2 separate regions of the Columba livia genome follow, and region 1 is linked to region 2. Evidence: chromatin contacts called from public Hi-C data. All regions are on one chromosome and are shown on one strand. The core of a region is the stretch at or near the end of the contact, and the rest is flanking DNA. Distances in the headings are between cores, read along the strand shown.

Region 1 (7,383 bases), core at 3,787-6,286, 48 kb after region 2:
ACCATGCTCAAGAATGGTAAACTACTGGGAGCTGCAAGTACCCAAAATTTCATGGTTGTCACCTTAACCTATTTGCTTCTGAGTTTCTAAGTTTGAAAGAAAGGTAATAAACCTTCCCCTTTTGGAGACACAGTGCAAATAAAAGCATTAATATTTGTGAAACACTTGGACCCTTCGTAAGGGAGAGTTATAAAAAAGCCCATGAGGACATTAATCATTAGTTCTTTGGAGCAGAGTTTGAAAATAGTGCATTAAATAAGTCATGGGCCTCAATACTGAACAAAGAGAAAACAAAATATTGAATTGCTCCTCATTAAGACCCAGATTCTCAAAGGTATTTTAAGTGCCTTATTCCTGCTGAGAATCAGGGCTTCTTAAGTGGTATTTTTTTTTTTAACTGCATGAGACAGGAGATCTACAAGAAAAATCATAAAGAATCATGTAGTTATAGGCTGCATCATGATGTGCTTGTAATTAAAGCTTGCATGAGAATGTATGTGCACAAGATTGGGGCACAAATTAACATTGCCCATGCAATCTTAGTTACAACATTTACCAACATCGGGTTGCTTGACTTTGCAACATCTATGATCTTTTCCAATAGTTAGTGTACAAATAATTTTCTCTGGTTTTCAGATAATAGACAAAGCTGCCCACATTCCCCATCATACTTGCATCCCTAGCAAATGGGGGATGGGAACCATTGCTCAGCTTTATCCCTCCCTGTGTGGGGTACAGACCTCTGCCAGCGGAGTAAATGACACAAGTAATAGGTTGTTATCTTCCCTTTGAATCAGCATCAGGGAGGGACAGAACATTTTGCCAGCGAGTTTCATTAATGTTTGCTGACATCAGAAGAATGGTGGAAGTCGGGTGTCTTTGGTTCAGTCAGGATCAGGGGAGAGTAAGTTGACAAGAGTACAGGCTTTTCTGCCTATTCCTCGAGTGGGTTAGCTGCTTTTACCATTTTTAACTCAGTCGTCTTTCTTTCAGTTTATCTTGCCCCACATCCAGCTCTCACAGTATTCACCTGGACCTCCTGAACTGAAAAATCCCCTGTAGCATCTGAATAAAGCCCTGCACATTGTGATCTGACCCCATAGCTGATCCTGCTTTGAGAGAAGGGTGCAACAAGACACCTGACCTCTTTCAACTTGAATTATCCTATGAAGACATTGTGCTTTTCTCTATTACATAAGTAATCTGCATTCCAATAGGTGATTTTATTAATCAATGTTTGTACCAAGTAGCTTCGGTTTATTGCACTGTCATGATTTCACCTCTACGGAACAAGATTCCTGTAGACAAAAAAAGCAACCAAGCATACATTGCATAGGGTTGTTATTATGTGGAATGAGGTTGCAAATTCCACATTAACCAGGAATTCATGCTAGGAGCTCTTCAAAGTACTGTGGTTAGCCTTCCAAGAATCAGGAAATGTTAATGTCAAGGCTAGGAAAGTTTGATATGTTTTTTCCCCTCTCCTCTCTGTAAACATCACAATATTTCTTTGGGTCCTGGCTTCAAATCCTCTGAGCTGTGGCAGGGTGCTGACAGAGAGGATGCTTGTTCTTCAATGGCAGGCTTGCTCTGCAGAGCGGTGAAGTTCACTGGTTTCCACCACTGTCATGTTGTACCAGCTTTCAAGCTGCTTTGTGTTATGGCAGGGATGAAACTGCTCCTGTCAGAGGAAACCAAACCTTTCTTTTCTGCTTCTTCTCCTCAAAATCTTTAGGACACATGTTATAATGGTACACAGTTTTCTTAATATAAATCAATGTTGAAAAAATAAGCCAAAAGACACTGATTCGTTCTCTGATTGAATGCAACTTATATTTTAAACAGTATCTTTTTGTCTTCTAGCAAAGAGGCACCCCAAAGATCCTGTGTCTTCTCTCTAAGGTCTAGAGGTACTGTTGGAGAAACCATGCTTGATCACAAAACGTAGCATCTCACAAAGCCTTGCATAGGAGAGAGAGGCTTGCCTCTGTAATCTTAACTGCAGCATTTACTCATGTGTAGGCTCCACTACACAGCTGAAATATTCCTTTCAAATCTTTCTCATTTCCTCATTCAAACAAAACACAATTTTCACAAGAATTTGTGAAGGCATTTCTGTTATTTGAAAGATATTTTTCCATGAAGTTTTCCTTCAGTGGCACTTGTTCCATCAAAAATTTATTTCTTAACTCCTAGAAATGTGTTTTCTTTCCTGTATTGTCCTCAGCCTTCTAGTACTCAGAAACAGTCTCTCAGGCATCCCTGTTTCAAGGGTGGGAGAACTTCTACTATGTAAAAATAAGTAACTCTCAGGAATATGCTACCTTTGAAATTTTTCATTTCCAAATGAAACCTCAGGATGTAGGAGCCAAACAGAAGAGGTACTTGGGATTAAAATGTTTGGTCAGTTTGCATAAGGGTTGTTGCCTCTCGTTAGGGTCTTTTCATTGTACTGTATGGTTGTATTCCGTTTCTACAGATTTGCTCATTTACAGTACATCTGCCTCCTTCTCTAAGAGCTCTTCTTTTCCCTTCTATCTCTTCTAAGTTTTAAACTCTTTACTTTCTTCAGTCAAATTCCTCTTTTCTCAAAACTTCTGCTTGAGATCTCCATTCTCAAAGTCCTCTCCTCCTCTCCATTTCTCTGTGCCAACTCCAAGCCATGCTGAGGCCTTTTTGACTTTGTAGGAAAAGAGAGTTAGTTGTTGATAGCTGGGAGTTACTGGAAGATCTGTTCCAGGTGATCCCATTGCATAAGAAATAGAGGAAGGGTAGGAAACAACCAATCCAGCTGAATTGTGAGTTCAAAAAAAGAGGAAGCACAGAGAAAGTAGGTCATGTTTCCACGGGGTAAGTACAGAAGCATCATCCAGTAAGACTAGATGGGAACAAACACAAAAAAAGTCAATACAACAAATAAAACTTAGCTAACAAGAGCATCGCAAGTAACAAGAAATCGTTTGGTAAGTGCATCAGCAGTAAGAGGAAGTCAAAAGCAAGTGGATTACTCATCAGAGAGGGAAAGATATTGACTGATGTTGAGAAGGCTCAGAGTGCCTCAAGCCTTTTTTGCACCAGTCTTGGCCGAAAGAGGTCACTTGTGATCAGTTGATTGACAAAATACATATTAATGACAAAGCAATGAGGTTTCAGCCTGGACTGAGACAGAAATGTTTACAAGAGTATGCAGAAAACTTAGAAGTTTGCAAACCAAGAGGCTGGCTGGACTTCACACCAGCATACTGAAGGAAGTGGCTCAAATAACATTGGAAGCACAAGTGTTTGTCTCTGAGAGCTCAGGGAGGACAGCCAAGGGCCCTGCTGATAGAAAAAGGCAGAACTGGTCTTTAAAAAGGGCATAAATACATAAATAAATAAATAGACCAGTCAAACTTTTTTTTCCCCAGAAAGCACCTGGTACAGACTTTGTTATGAAAGAAAGGAACAAGGCTGCAATTATCTGTGCCTTGGTTAGGCTCTGCACAGCCATTCATAAATGAAGGAGTTCAGTTTATGTGAAAAAAATTGGGCAGTGGGTACAAAACTGTGAAAAGAACAGTTGTCAGTGGTTTACTGACAAATGGGTGGATTATAGCTGCAGTTCCAAAGGGGTCAGTCCTGAGATGTTTCATTAGCAGCCTTCAGAGAAGCTGCTACTAGAGGAGCAACTGCAAGTACATCGGAGGATGAAATAAGAAATCAAAATAATCACAGAATCACAGAATGTTAGGGATTGGAAGGGGCCTCGAAAGATCATCTAGTCCAATCCCCCCACCGGAGCAGGAAACTGCTTGGGAAGGACAGAATAGGACTTAAAAGCCACAAGAGGAATTGTTTTTGCAGGCAGGGTTAACCCCCTGCACACACAGAGGCTGGGGCACAGCTCCTTGCACACTGCAGGCAACAGCTGAGGGAAAGCAGAGGAGAGATGGTGGCTGAGGAGACAGCAGGGGAGCTGGACAAATGGCAGCTGGTTGGCATAAAGAAAACATGGCACAGGTGACATGATAACAGTCATCAGATGTAAAAGAGCACTGCAACACAGGAAGAGGAGACTTCCCTGGGCAGGGAGCACCAGGTTCATGTTTCAGCAAGGAATAATTAAATCAGACAGGAGAAGTTCCAGCTGGGGAGGCTGCAGGGCCGCTTGGGTACTGGGGATCCCTCAGAGCAGGACGGAGGGTAACCCGAAAAAGGGATCTAAAACCACCAATAGATGGGAAACCTTTTTGGTGTTCTATGCAAGAAAAAGAGCTAACAGGAGGAAGATCTAAGGAATTAATGGTGTATGATAACTCATTTGCAGAGACTGGATCAAGTAAATGAAAATCTGTTGACTCTCCCATTTATATTTGGTAATGACAGCAGTCCTCTTCTGATACACACAAGTATTTTCTGCTCACTTGCCACGTTCATGTGCACAAGTGCATATTGATCTGTTGTCTCTCTTTCTCTTCTTCCAAAGAAAAAAATAACCACAGAGTTCAGTAATGCATGAGCTATGCTCCACAATGAAAATAGTCTGAGGCACTCAGATGCTAAAGTAAATTTATCTTAACATAAAAATAACCTTAATAAGTTTGATCCGTTTATTTTACAATTAATTTGACAATTAATGTCAGGTGTTAATATGATTATTATTTTTTAAGTGTGTACTAATTTGACAGCCTGACTGAAACAACGCAGGTACATCTCCTTGCAGTGCTCTAAGTCTCAGAAATGCCCCCTTTGACTTCCAGTTCTTCCCTGTAGGTCTGTCCCCGCTGCAGCCTCCCCTCTTCAGCCGCCCAGGGTGCTCCTCCAGCCCAGCCAGCTGCAGCGGCGCTGCATTATTAAAGGGATGCCGTGTAAATAATTGATATGGAAATAACAGCGCGCCGTCCAGCGAGAGCACCTCCTTCCCCGGCCCTCACCCCACCGCCGCGATACGCGATACCTGCCCCGGCGCGGCGGAGCGCAAAGCGGCCGCGGGGCGGCGCGGAGCCCACGCGGGGCCGCCCCTCCACGCCCTCCCGGCGCCGTCCCGCCCCCGGCGGCGGCGGGTCCCTGCAGGGGGGCCGGGCCGGGCCGGCGGCGCGGCGGGAGCAGGTGCGGCCGCCCGGCACCGCGGGGGCGGAGCGGAGGGCGGTGGCCGCGGCCGGGCCGGGCCGGCAGGTAGGGGCCGCCGGGAGGCGGAGGGTGAGGAGCTGGGCGGGCTGCCCGGCCTCTGGAGGTGCGGCCGGCGGCACGGCGAGCGGGCTGCCGCGGGAGGAGGAGGACGGCGGCGGCGGCGGTCTCCGCAGCCCGGGCCGCGGAGGGGCCCCTTGCTGCAGAGCCAGATGTGCGGGACGGGGGGCTGCGAGGGGCCGGTGGGGGGGTGTTGGGGGCTGCCGCCGCCGCTGCTGCCGCGGCCGGGGGGGAACCCTTAGCTGTGCGGGAAGCGGGGAAGCCGCGTCGGGAGCTGTTATTTTCTTCTCCCCCTTCCTTTGCCTTTCCTCTCCTGCCTCCTCCTCCTCGTCCTCACCAAAACCGGGAGAGGAGGCGTGTTCGTAGAGCCTTGCTGCACCGGTTTTGCTTGGTTTGTTGTTGCAGGGTTTGGTTCGCCGGGTGGTGGAGGGTTTTTTCTCTGTGTATTGTGGTCTTCTTTTCCTTCGGTTCCTTCTCCCTCCCTTTCCTTTGGCCCATTGCATGCTCGGATCCGGCTGGATCCTTCCTTTTATTTTCGGTGGTGCTTCTAAGAGGGGGGAAGGGAGAGCTGGGATGAGTGCAGCTTGACGCACAGGCGAGGGGAGGGGGGGCACCGCCGGCAGCTGCAGCGGTTCGTGGCCGCAGGGTGCGGGTGAGGAAGGGAGCGAGCGAGGGGTTCGCTCGGTGCCTCCCCCTTTCTTCACCCATCTCCTTCCTCCCCTCCTGCCCTCCCCATCCGTCTGCTGCCGGGTCCGGCTGGGAGCGTGTGTGCAATATATAACGTTGTAAGGTGTGTGTGCGCGGAGGAGAGGGAGGGAAGGACTCGCGAGTGAGCCGGGGCTGCCCCAGCCCCCCTTATGTGACTCCCCCCTCCCGGGCGGCTGGATGGCGATAGACCGGCGCCGTGAGGCGGGCGGCGGGGGCCGGCCGCTGCCGGAGGAGAACGGCTCGGTGCCGGGGGCCGCGGGGGGGAGTGCCGCCACCCCCCCGGGGCCGTCCCCCGCCAACGCCACCGGGGCTGAGATCCAGGCGGTACCGGTGCCGTCGCCCGCTGCCGCCTGCAGCCCGCTGCTCCTCGACTACGACGGCTCGGTTCTGCCCTTCCTCGGGGGACTGGGCGGCCGGTACCAGCGGACCCTGGTGCTGCTCACCTGGGTGCCGGCTCTCTTCATTGGCTTCAGCAAGTTCTCGGACTCTTTCCTCCTGGACCAGCCCGACTTCTGGTGCCGGGAGGCCGACGGGCAGGGCAACTGGAGCCGGTCCCTGGCGACGGGACACGCCAACCACAGCGGCAACGGGAGCATCTTCCCCACGCCCGGACTGCCCACCCCCGCAGGGGGCAATGTCAGCGAGTGCGACTGCCACGAGTGGCACTACCGCATCAGAGCCGGTCTCGTTCAAAACGTCGTGAGCAAGGTGAGAAAGGCGTCTTTCTTCAGCCCCTCTCCCTGTCCAGCCCTCACAGACCGCCTTGTCTCTACTCCAGCCCTGCTTGACATCTGCTCATCTCAAGCAGTGTGAAGCGAGCTAAACATCATGCACACCTGTCTGTATATGCCACTGCTGGGTCGGTCAGCTGCCCCATGGGTCACCCTCTCACCAGCAGAAAATCCCGCATCCCTGTAATCCTTTCCTTCTCTGTGTGTCACACCTGATATCTGTCCTGTGGGTTTGTTCCTTTCTTGCTGGTTGTGATGCTGAGCTGCAAGGTTATGTCCTGAAATGGGATCCTTGGCAGCTCTTTGGGATCCCAGCAACCGTCCTGCTGTCTTGCAATGGAGGTGTCTGTGGGAAAGACAACATGGACGAGTGTCACCAGGTAGTGGGGGGAAAGGGTTGTGGAGAAGGTTCCTCTTGTGATGTCACTCATCTTGGTGCAAATACACCATAACAGCCATACAGCCAAAAAACATGTTGATTTTGGGAGAAGCTGATGAGGTGGTCACTGGGGAGAAAAACAAAGTTCTGCTGAGTTGTTCTTGTTTTGTACTTACTCTCTTGATAACTGCTTTGGTAGAGCAATAACAGAAGAAATGTCTCATACAAGTTGTACTCCAGAGGCAGAAAACGCATGCTGCTCTGTTTTGTGTTTCCTAATGTAACGGCTAAGGTGGAAAATTTCTAGTGAGGCGGACTGTGCCGCGTTCTAATCTTGCTTCATGTTTGCTGAGTAGTGCATGCAAAAAAAACGCTTTGCCTTTTCACCTGAAAGCTTTG
Region 2 (6,675 bases), core at 876-3,375:
TTAAGTGGTATTTATCATTGCATGTAAAAAAGAAATGTAATGACATCCTATTTATATCAAGAAAGGCTTTGTGCATGTGTCACCTCTATGTTTTGACATAGCTATCTCTCAAATATCTTCTGATAGACGTTTCTGCCAATCATTATGAGGCAGTAGGAGTAAAATCTGCTAGGACATTTAACATTCAATATTGAGTATTTTGGTTTGACTTGGGTTTGTGGCTTAGTGCTCCAAACTGTACTTAGCTAGGCTGGTTTAGGAGAGTTTTAGCTTGCAGAGAAAAGGTTGTGCTACAGTCAGATTCTTACAGTTGTCTATTATCATAGCTCAGAGATCCACAACCACACGTGGAGTGCTTACATTTGCAGTCTGCTTGAACCAGACACAATAAGAAAATACTAAAACTGAGTGAAAAATGGTGCAGAAGGACAAGATTAAAAGCGATGAGGAAAACAGGGTGAGGTGCATGGCTTTGCACCCCTGCAGGTGTAAGGAACATTTAATGAAGAACTGTTGTTTTTACATAACTGAGGACCTGGCACCTGACCCCAGCATGGGGGAATGACCAAGAGATACCAGACTATGAATCCTTAATGTAAAACACAGTCTTTTCCTGGAATATATACTGATACCTGCATACACACTGATACCTGCATTTACAAGTTAATTTAGGGGAAGTACAGCCAGAGTACCAGGCATCCATATCTTAAAGAGACTGATAAGGGAAAGTGTATTGTATGCACCAGGGTAGTCTGTAAATCCTGAAGTACCCAACCAATGGGGAACAGAGGAGAGAAATTGCAGCCAGGATTTTGGCGGTGATATATGCAGGGGCTTTTTGCCCTATTAGGTGTGCCTACCTTTAGGTAGAACTCCTGGTCTTGCAAAATCATTATTAAAATACACTTTGCTGAGAGATCCTGCCTGGGCCTATTATATTTGCAAAATAATTGTTTCCTACACAGGTATGTGTACTTCGTGAGTCATCTCATGGAGTCCTCTTGGCTAATCTTATTGATCCCACCATGATTCAGGGGATAGGAATGAGGATGCAGATGCAGACAGCCAGCACAAGCCCCTTGTGGCTCATGAGCAGTTGTGTTTCCAAATTGCCAAAGCAGAAATCTGGAAGGAAAGACCTACATCTGCCTTTAGTCCTTTGTCCCAGCTTCTAACCCAGGGAGCATAAATGAGGACAGGAGCTGATTGTACTTAGCAGATCCCAACACACAGGGGAAACAGCAGATGGGAAGGAACGGTGGCACTGATATCCAAGATCCAAAAGATAGTTCCCATCATAGCGATTTTTAGGATAGGTCACACTTTTGTTTTTTCTTTCCTACTGTGACAATTCCTCCCAGTGACATCTCTTGTGATAAGAAATGTATATTGGTGGATAAAGGTGATAATCTGCTTTTCAGGTTCTGTAAATAATTTTAAGAATAGCAATATTTTATGCTTATGCAGAAACTTCTATCTCAGAATGCAACTGATCTCGCTGTGGTACAAGCATTGTATTTGAAATATAATAACCATCACACAGATGGGGAAATGACAGTAAACTCAATGTCACACAAAGTTTATCCATTGCAGTTGGGAATAAAACATGAGTTTTAGTCCTTGTTTCACAAAACAAGATCCTCCTCAACAAGAAATCTTTTTGTGTGATGTTGACTCATAACTTTTGTACACACCAGTAACTGTGGTGTACATAGTGGGTTTTTTTATAGAGGAGATTGTCTCAACTGATGAAGAAGTTATGACTCTGTATCAGATGCACTTTACCCTGACATAATTTTCTCATTACTAGTCTGCTTTGTCCCAACTTCCATTCCTATCACACTTCAGGGTTTTTTAAGGTTTTATAGGAAGAAATGTTATCTGCCCTGAAAGGAAAAGAAAGAAATTAAAGCAAAACTCCTCAGTGTATATCATCTTAATTATCCTACCCAGTACGCAAGTAGAGTGGTCATTTTGAAGTAAGGTATCTCTGTCTTTTCCTGATTCTTTTTTTTTTAATTATTTTTTTATTATTATTTTCAATGGCAGTTAAGGTGAAAGCTTTTTATATTGTTTCTCTGTGCAGCTGCTTAAAGCTGTGCAAAGTAAGTATATACTAAAAAAAAAAATCCTTCTATTTCACCTTGATAAAAAGGACCTCACAAGGTGTTGAATGATACAGAATTTTTTGTCTCTCCTTGCTGTGTCTATCAGTGTGGAAGACCGAACACATTGGCATTCAGCTGTGTCAAAAGCAAAGCTCCATGATGCACTCTGTTTCTGTGAATACTGATCCTTTGTTGCAAGGCTCTCTGTATGCATCATCAGTCACTTGACATCCTGTGTACCCTAGAAACCTAGAAACAGCAGCATCAATGCTAATTTGTTTATGTATTTTGAGGAACTTCATTTATGGTTTGACTTTGGTCATATTACTTCACAAATTAACTTTCAAGCGCCTGACTGGACAGTGTAATTGGAGACCAGCCAGACTGCCTGTGGCCTTACCATTTTTTCCTCCTTGTTTCCCATTCTAATGACTCAACTCACTCACCACACTAAGACCTCCATAGTATTCATGACCTCCCCGAGGCCTATTAAAGTTATTCATAGTTATGACTGACTGAGACCAAAGGCTGTTCACGATGCATGAGTACAGCTAAGCTGCTTTAGCTATAGGCTTAATCCAGTAGGTGGAGCAGCTGCCTGATACTGTGGAAACACCTGGTATCTTTGTTCTGGGTAGTGTGATTCTGGTGGCCTGGGGCACCTGGTAGTTATTAGCTGAAATGTGGTCATTGTTATTTGCTAGCATCCACAGGCAGGAGAGGAAGCTCTGCTCCACTAGATGCTTTGTTGAAGTTCTACTTTTTCCTGCTCTTGTGTGCTCCTGTTAAATTAGATCCCAACTCCAGAGTTTGTCATATGCTCTTAGAGCCAGCAAGGCAGATGGGGAACTCTGCTACAGATGGTATAAATCTAGTATGTCATCTGACACTGATTTGACTGATGGAAACTGATCTGAGATCAAGGCTGCTGTGGGGCTTAAGAGAAACAGGCACTACCTGCTCATGTTCTATAATTATCAGTGACTATCCTTGTGACTAAAAGATAGCCTGATGCACCTTGCAGATTTAAGGACCTCAAGTTAATAACTGTGACACATGAAGATGCCCCTTGCCTTGCATGTAAACTGTTCCACATTGTCCTGTGGGAATGGGAACACAAGGACAACTTACCATTCCCAAAGCTTTGTGGACTCCTACTACAACATTTCCCCTACTCTGTTCTGGATCAGTTTTCTGTCTCATCTGTTAGTTGGGCTGTCTGTTGGGTTGGTTTTTTTGTTTGTTTGTTTGTTTGTTTTTTCTGTTGTTAACCTTCTTCTATGGTGCCCTGTTCTATTGACTGGGTAAAGTGCTGCTAAACTTATTTCTGTCTTGACATTGCAACATGTACTTCAGAACGATAACTTCAGAGAAAACATGGTGTGACAGGCCCTCGTCCTAATACTGTTTAAACTTGTACTTCTTCAGGAAGTCAAAGAAAAGCAGATAATGATGGCATCTGTATTCTGACTATAAATCTGTGTCTCTGAATGCAAAAACTGTAGTTGTCCTTAATATGTCAGCTATTGTGTCATGTCAGTGCTACTCCAGGCAGGTGGACCGCACCTTCACATGGGGTGCAAAAGTGATGCCTTTTTATCTTCTCAAGCGCCAGTCATGGAGCCCAAAGAGAACTTGCGGGCAGTTCAGGTGTTACAAAAGCAATATATACTGCCTTTCTGCAGAGGGTCAATCTTGAATTGCCCTCTGAGGTCTTGCCTGCTCATGCTATTTAGAGCTGTTCCATTGACGTGTGGATTTGTTACCCAGACAATAACACTATGCAAAGTGGCAACTTTTTTTTTTTATATATGATACTTTAATATTGGCAGAAGACCCTGTAGCAGTCACTTTTTGTCAGTTTGGCTTTGTGGTGTTTTGTCAGCAGCAGAACAAAGGTGAGTTCTACCAGTAAAATCTCTGTTGCTGCATGTATTGTAGGAGCTGTAAGTTGTAACTTACCAATCTAGTTATATCTATATCCAACAACTGATTAGTGGTAAATCTCCTGCTAGCCTGGAAACTTCTTCTGGTAAACTCTTGGACCCATTTCTCACTTCTATTTTCTTGCTGTGACTCAGAGGGAATCTGGCCCGTTGTGATTAATTCTTCAGTTAAAGCCTAGGTGCCCTTGCTTTAATTTTTTTTGCTTCTAAGACATCTTCTCATGTTGCAATATTAAATATCTAAATCCCTCAGGGATTCATTAGCAATAAGTGATACAGGATGTAGTTTGAGAGCTGGGAAAGAGATCTTTACTGATAATACGCAGAGACCATGTTTGAGGCAAGAGGCCAGTATGTGGTGGAGCCCCAGCCTCCTACTTTGCATTTCTGAACATCAAGCTAATTTTTTCCTAAAATACTTTTCATTTTTTTGTGCTATAGCTGTGACTTGTCTTGGTTGGCAGTAATAGAGAGTGAGAAGTCTCCTTTAAATTCTTATATTCAAAACTCTTTTTAGGCTTCATATAATAGGAATAACTTCTTAAAAAGACTAAAACTGAAGGTTATGTTTGAATCAGGTATCCTTTCCTGGTTATGTAGCTTCCTGTTGTTCTGGTAATATTTAAAAAAAAAAAAAAAAGCACATAATACTTCCATAGTACTTTTAATTTCTTGGCTTTCTAATTAGCTGCCTTCTTTACACTTCACAAAGGAAATGTATCATTTGTGGATAAATCAGTACTGTTTCTCTCTAACACTTTAAAAGTTAAGCTTGGATATGATGTCAGTACAGGTAGTAGTAGAAACCAGTCTCTGCTTTTTTTTTTTTTAATAAATTATTTTTTTAATCAAGTATTGTCTAAAATGCAGAGTCCAATTAAATCCAGGGGACCCCTGATGGGGACAAAATAGGACTGGGGGTTCCCCTCTGCTGGAACCTGTTCTGCCTCTTCGCATCTCTATTCACTGCTTCTCTTTTCTGAACAGCAAAGGTGCCACTTAGTGCCAGCTGTGGCTTGATGTTATGGAAACTGATCTAGGGAGAATCAAATGTAGACTAAACTGCCATCAGGCAATAATGAGCCAGCCCACTCATGCAAAGATGGTGTTTGTGAGATTGCACCCGTAACCAGACATGCATGTTCCTCCTAGTCCTTTTGTGTAGGTTCTCTCTAAATACAGCTTTTCTCTTTGATTTCAGTCAAGGTAAAAAACCCCACAGCCCAGCTGTGAAAGTGTCAGCTATTTAGAGAATTTTATTGAGACAATAATGGCAGCAAATGTCTTGTCTCCCCTTCTCCTTGCTGCTGCTTATACCATTAAAACTAGCCTCTAAGAAGTGCAGAGTATTTATGCCCAAGAGAAACAGTGAAACCTTTCCCAAGTTGATAAGCCCTGACAAGTTCTATCTGCCACTTTATATTGTGGTTTTTCTGACCCTGTGGCTCGGTAAGCAGGTACCTAATAGATGTTCCCGGGAAGTGAGTCTGTCAAGCTGCTTCTGGAAAGTTTGAGCAGGTAGAGCACATCCATGCCGCTTCCTACCCAGGTTGTGCCCTGATGAGGTAAACTGACTCGTGTGAGAGCAGGATGGATGGTTCCTTCAGAATGAGAAACAGGCCTACAGCTTTTCTGCCAGGATGAATGGAAGCTTTGTGGTGTGTACACAGATATTTAGGATGAACTAATTTGTGGCCATTTTACTATCTCTTTGCAGATCTTGACATGTGTCTGCCTATGCAATGACTTGGTTTATTTCACTGGTGAGCAGGTGTTTGTGAGGCACTGGTCCTTGCCAGCTGAGATGACCTTGTTCACTCTGGCTTCTCTTGCCTTTTCATCTGACAGCCACCAGTCAGCTTGGAGGACCCAAGCTCAAGCTCAGACAGTGACTGAAGAGGTGACAGGCTGCAATGATTTCCAAGAGGATTAAGAACTGCAGGTACAGAGGGATGCTACCAAGGTCTTGCTCTGTCTTGAAGTGTTGTTTTTTTTCCACCAAAACAACTCCAGGAATCAATACATTAAATGAACTTTTTTCTTATGTGTCTGTTTTTATTGCTTCTTTCTTCTTTGAAATGGTGTTTTTCTGGGGTGGGTGGTGTTGATTTAATTCTGGTATGGTTCTACTGGCTTTTCTGGAGTTCCCCATTGCAGCAGAATTTATGATCATCCATGACTTCTTCCATTCTCAGCAGTGAGTGGAAACATTATGCAGAAGTGTGGTGAAAGCTAAGAGCTGAGAAGGAGATCTGTCCTGGTGAGGTTCCTGCTCATGTGTTTGGAATCCTTCTTGCATTTTGGCCAATCCAGTACACAACCAAAACAGGTTCCTGGGACAGTTTGGGACTCAAGAGCGCAGCTACCCTATTCCTGGACTGGCCATAACTGTGTTGCTCCTGACAGACGTTTGGAGGAAAGTAGGATTTGGAAAATACTAGTTGTTGCTAAAAATACTACCTGTCTTCTAAAACACTTTGAGTTAAATACACTCTGTCAGCTAGGCTACCTAGTGTAGCCAATGTTTTTATGGTAACATGTACCTCTATGAGCTTTACTGCTATATCTATAAACAACTGGCTACATAAAGAGCTATTTTGTCTTTTGGCTATGACTTGTAC

What was found. Hi-C and Micro-C count contacts between places; a contact is called where the count stands out from the background.
Region 1: a contact with region 2 is called in a Hi-C map of crop, with 2.9 times the contacts expected there. The contact joins the promoter of SLC22A23 here to the enhancer-like site in region 2. A contact is called at or near these places in 2 of 2 Hi-C or Micro-C datasets (crop and liver).

The regions. Positions count from the first base shown.
Region 1 is chr2:73,451,534-73,458,916 of bColLiv1.pat.W.v2, forward strand. SLC22A23 (solute carrier family 22 member 23) reads left to right here and starts at 5,037. Exons shown (of 10, transcript XM_065052507.1): 1 at 5,037-6,582. The coding sequence starts at 6,052.
Region 2 is chr2:73,406,811-73,413,485 of bColLiv1.pat.W.v2, forward strand. LOC110361895 (a long non-coding RNA gene) reads left to right here. Exons shown (of 3, transcript XR_010470300.1): 2 at 5,772-5,817; 3 at 5,903-6,036. Among named protein-coding and RNA genes, the nearest start is that of SLC22A23, 46 kb to the right of the region's middle. Within about 2 kb of position 2,126, at least 1 of the 3 cell types and tissues checked has an H3K27ac peak away from gene starts, as active enhancers do.